Regions from separate parts of the Macaca mulatta genome. Here region 2 is linked to region 1. A link is a contact called in public Hi-C data. All regions are on one chromosome and are shown on one strand. The core of a region is the stretch at or near the end of the contact, and the rest is flanking DNA. Distances in the headings are between cores, read along the strand shown.

Region 1 (2,700 bases), core at 193-2,692:
ATGTTAACCTTCCGGGGTGTCCCTTTCCAACAATGTTCATTTAGTGGTACATTACATATATGTAATAATTTTGTAATTAAATTGGAATTTATCATAATTATTTACATCAAAGAACAATAAAATTATGTTACTTCCTAAATTGTAATATCAGTAAATATCATATCTAGGATTTTGTGGAAAGTCTATGTCATTTTAATTTAAATGAAGAGTTCTCTTCTCCTCCACAAAATTAAAGACAAAAGAAAACAGCATGTTTAAGACTTCAAATTAATATATATTAAGATTCAGCATTTAATATTCTAATTCTTAAAATAACTGGCTTTCCTGATGATGAACTAAAGTGATTTTGCACACTGTTTCAGTATTTCAAATTGCTAGTCACCACAGGTCTGCCTCACTTTAAATCTCCTTGTTATGCCAATTTGCATTACTAATGGACTTGCTAAGAGAGAAACTGCAAAAAGAGAATGTAGCAATTAATAGTAAATGCTTGACATACTGTGACATTATAGATACCTTTATGTTGATTTATATTTTTATGCCAATATTTACAAAGAAAATATTTCTGAATTTCTAATTTTGCAAAGTAAAAATGATGCCCATGCCATTGTCATTGATATGATTTTTTTCTGTAGCATTTGATTAATATAACCCGTGTTTTATCATTGGTAGACTCATATTTTGGCTTCTACTATCTACTACCCGTGTAAGATATTTTATCTGGAGTAGCTATGAATTGTAAGGAATACAATTGGGTGCTATGTGTACCTATGTGAAGCGCAGAAGTATTTGATTATATACAATTTCCTGGATTTATATGAGAGTAATGCATAATAGAGAGCAAAAGAGGGTTTTCTTGCCAAAAGTATCTGTGTGAATTTTCCTTCGAAAATGTTCTTTTAAAATCCTTTGTATGATCAAAGCCACTCCACACAGACAATTAAAAGCAGATATGAAATGATAGATCACATGACAGGAGTTAAATGTAAAGGTTTTTTTTTTTCCTCCTCCCTCGGTTAAACATCGCAGCAGGCATTACAATACCAGAGGTAACGAATCAATTAAATCCATTTTCCCCTCGGCGTCTCCAAAGCTGCGTGCCTAGTGTTGCTGTGTAGTTTAGAACCGGAGCAGTAGGACCCAGGGGCCTCCGCAGCCACCAATAGAAGCGCACACTTGGACCTATTTGTATGCAATGCCTTCTGCTCTGCGCATTAATAGTAATACAGATAACGGGTTTGAAAGAATTCTCTACCGAAGAAGGATTGAATTTTTCCAGGGTGCTGATACCGAGAAGAAACCCGACTTCACTCTCTCCCCATTTTCCCACTCTTAGGTTGAAAAGTCTCAGACACCTTTCGCTTGGTTTAAACTCGGAAAGGTCTCAGTGCACAGCAAAGTTGGAGGGGCTGCGTCTGCACTACGGCGCCGCTAGATCGCTGAAAACAGGCTTATCCAAGGGTAAGTCTCGCAAATGGTTGCAAAGGAAGTGACAGCAGGCTTTCGGTTTGTGAACGGGGACACGCTGGGTTTTACACTGGTGGTTGTGGGAGTGCAGAACGGTTGCCGAGAGGACTCTGCGGTTTATCCAGAAATTGTGGCTGATACGCCAGGGTGTTTTGGGGTAGAATCCAAAAACCTTCAGGCTAAATCGGAAATTGCAGCCTTGCGATCGGGAGGGATTCAACAAGTTTTCCTGCAGGGATGCGATGTTTGTTTATTCCTTGCAAGTTGTGCAGAGTGTCTGTTCCAGGTAGGCTGCGACTGCTTAACAAAGAAGTTTTGGGGTTTGTTTGTTGTGTGTGGCTGGACTAACCCTTGTCTGAGTAGGTTTCGTGCCGCCTTTGGCTTCTTGGGGGCACACCGCGCAATTTCCTCCTGGGATGCGGCGAGCACCAGCGGTCTGCTGGGCTGGGGCCGGGCAACTTTGCAGCTGATCTCAGTGTCGCTGACCGCGCCGTTGGGAGTGATGTGAACTGACTGAGGCGTAGACCCCGGCTGGCTGCAGGGAGCTTCCAAACTCTGAAAGCATTCTCAGGAATGGATGAGCGTGGGGGCTTTGAAAATAAGCGTTACTGGGTGGATTTTGGTAAACTCTTGGCGACATGTAGGCAGTGGGGACTTTTGACACTTGCGATTGCAACCTGCAGGATTTTGCCTGAAAACATGGTGCTGATGTGAAGATGAGCGCTGAAAGCTGAGCCAGCGGGGACTTTATGTGAGGGAGGCAATGAGGGAGGGAAGGAGGAAGAATGAGAGAAGACAGATGAATGGAAAAGGTGCGTCCCGTCTTTCACACACAAAAACCACACGAGTGGGACGAACTAGGAGGCGCTCCAGTTGGAGGCGTTTAGCTGGAAAACGTATTGCAGGGAGGTCCAGGAGCCCCTGCATTATGGATGAAGCTCGTGCCCTTCTGGGGCCCCTTCCTGCTCCCTCTCCCGGCCCGCTCTTGCCAGCGCCGCTTCCCCGAGCCTGCGGCCCCAGCGTTGGCGCGGGTGCGGCCGCGCGCGGGGCTCGGTCCCACAGCTCCGCGAACACAATAGGGAGAAGCAGGCGAGCCCCGCGGGCGGCCGATGCGGAAAACTCGGCGTGGCAACCCCAGTGCCGCAGCCTGCGCTGCCGCTCCACCCGGGACAGCGGCGCTGCAGAGGCGGCTCTGCCCGGCTGCCACGCGCCCTGGGGTCTCGGAGGACCGCG
Region 2 (2,700 bases), core at 195-2,694, 260 kb after region 1:
CTCTACATATTACATTTTAAAATACTACATAATAATGTGTATAATATATTATGTGTCATAAAATGGGAATCAGAATATATATCCATGTTTGTTTGTGTATAAACAAAGAGACTATGGCAAAGTTAAAAAGTAACTAAAGATAGTGGCAATATGTGTATCAGTGTGGTAGCAGGGATGATTGTGTGAAAATTGGGGTAGAGAGGAAGAGAATAGGAGAATAGGAGATCTTCCACTGCATAACTTTTTATTCTCTTTGGAAATTATGTATGCTTCCTTTTCAAAAATGTGAACATATGCATTTTTTAAATATAAATATAGGTAAATTGAGAGCTGTGAATGAAGAAGTGAGAGTATGGTCGTATATTTTTAAAAGTATTTAATCTAATGGAAGGAGTACTGAGCTTTCTCACAAGTAGAACTTATGTTATCTTTATTTAAAATTATTTTTGAATTATTTTAGTTATACTAATAGTAAACCTCATTATCCTCTCAATCATCAATTGCCAGGTTTCAAAAGTGGTTACAGTGAAAAATTTAAGGTATGGAAACCTTATTTTTTTTCTTCATATGCGTTGATTACTTCTAGAAGGAAAGCTAAGGATCTGTTAATACTGGAGGAACGAAAGTTGGAGACTGAAAGTCAAGAGTGGGGCAGAAACTTCCTTGTCCTTGTTAAAGCTTTGTAATTATTTTAGACTAGATATGCATAGTATATATGACCCAGTATATTTTATTCATCAAGTAAAATATACTGATGCAAACAAAATTGCAAAAGATGTGAATATGTGAACACATCAACCAAATACCTTTAAAAACGACTACATAACAACTAGCCAGAATGACGCACAAACATTTTATGATTCTTTTTATGGGATATTACCTAAGCAAAGTGTTGTTTCAACCCAATGACTATATTCACGTTCACGAACGTAGGTTTCAGTTAAATCGATATCGAATAGGACAAATACTTGGATATAGTATTTTGAACATATAAATTGTACAACATTAAGAATATTATTTATGAATATTTATAAATCCATATATAATATATATGGAGAATCCTGAGATGGTGTTAGATCGTTTCAAAATGGGGTTAGATATTATGGAAAAATAAGACACTAAGGATACAAATTGTGAAGAGTTAAAGGAAGGTCTGCTCAGCAGCGGCCACAAACATTGTTGCTGGTTGAGAGGAAATTTGCATCTTTATAATACGTGTTATATGAAAAGCAGAGCTCCTTTCACATGCCAGCTCAGCTATTCAAGCTATTCTTATCTTCTATCTGGAATACTGACTAGGAAGAATAGGAAAATCTTCATTCATTTTGGCAATTATATCTGTCACGTGCAGGCAATGCAGAGCACTGGCGAACATTCAGAGAGCCCGAGGAGTGAATTCATTGGTGGAGGACAGTTAGCTTGTTCAACGGTGCAGGAAGCTTTGCTGGCTTTAATAATGCATGAGGACTGGCTTGGGCTATTTTTCAGCCTCTTGTGTTGACTGCATGCACGCTGCCACGAGCCGTGATCCCGCTCCTCTCCGGGCTGTGTTCGGAACGGGAAATCAGAAAGCAAGGCTTGGGGGATGAGCCGTGATCCCGCTCCTCTCCGGGCTGTGTTCGGAACGGGAAATCAGAAAGCAAGGCTTGGGGGATGAGCCGTGATCCCGCTCCTCTCCGGGCTGTGTTCGGAAGGGGAAATCAGAAAACAAGGCTTGGCGGATTTTACATTTAGTAGAGCCAACCTCTTTTGCAATCAAAAACACTCAAGAAAAAAAAAATAGTATAATTGTGTCCAATCATTCATTTGAATTACACAGAAACATTTCTCTAAAATGGCAAAATGCAGTAAACTATGTGATTCCATATTTGTAAAATTTTCTAAATGTTGAAATTCTTTTGATGGACAGCAAAGGTACTTTAAGAACAGAAGCATGTTTCCTTAGATTCCATAAAAATTCGATGAGTAGTTCATAGTACTTAAGTGTTTATTTTAAATGTGTTCGTTTTAGTGTCTGTGTTTGAATTTGATGAATGTACAGACTAAGCTACAATTTTATGGAAAACATTACAGTTTCATAAACACACACACATGCACACATAGACACTAATAGGTTAAAAGGCTTTTTGGTGATAATAGTGTTTATAGTGTTAATACACTGTAACACTTGACTCCTTGTCTAGTACTTTCTAAAAGGGATTAAAAACTTATACACCTTCAAACCCTAATATAGACAAAGACCAGCATAGATTTTTTATAAAAGAGATTTGGACCCCACAGAACCAGAGACTGTGTCCAGCCCAAAGGTTTTAAGTTTTAAAAGGGAAAAAAAATATATTGACCACAAGAAATTTTCAACAGTTCAATCACGTCCACCAATGTGCTATCACCGCTTCAACATGCTTATGCCTTATCTACATTCTTTAAGAAGTATTTTGAAAAGAAGAGACTGTAATCCATGCTGTAAAAATATGAGAGAAACTCACTTGACTCTTCCATCCCCACACACCATGTGGATCTCTGAGTGAAATGTGCCTTTCGGAATTGAGGCCACAAATAAAGTTAAGCTTTGTCATCTTCCCCTGGCTTTCCAAACAAACCGTTGAGTTTTCTCTGTGAATGCAGCCTCAGATTCAACCTGCCTCATTCCTGCTCCTCCTCTAGAAAGCTTTTCTTTCTCTGTGTTCCCCACATCCTCTG

The links. Hi-C and Micro-C count contacts between places; a contact is called where the count stands out from the background.
Region 2: a contact with region 1 is called in a Hi-C map of fetal cortex germinal zone, with 3 times the contacts expected there. The contact joins two enhancer-like sites. A contact is called at or near these places in 2 of 14 Hi-C or Micro-C datasets (fetal cortex germinal zone and fetal cortical plate).

Annotation. Positions count from the first base shown.
Region 1 is chr2:199,588,494-199,591,193 of T2T-MMU8v2.0, forward strand. No RefSeq gene overlaps it. Among named protein-coding and RNA genes, the nearest start is that of ROBO1, 750 kb to the right of the region's middle. Within about 2 kb of position 1,443, at least 13 of the 40 cell types and tissues checked have an H3K27ac peak or open chromatin away from gene starts, as enhancers often do. A contact at or near this core is called in fetal cortex germinal zone and fetal cortical plate, where this site is marked.
Region 2 is chr2:199,846,432-199,849,131 of T2T-MMU8v2.0, forward strand. No RefSeq gene overlaps it. Among named protein-coding and RNA genes, the nearest start is that of ROBO1, 490 kb to the right of the region's middle. Within about 2 kb of position 1,445, at least 15 of the 40 cell types and tissues checked have an H3K27ac peak or open chromatin away from gene starts, as enhancers often do. A contact at or near this core is called in fetal cortex germinal zone and fetal cortical plate, where this site is marked.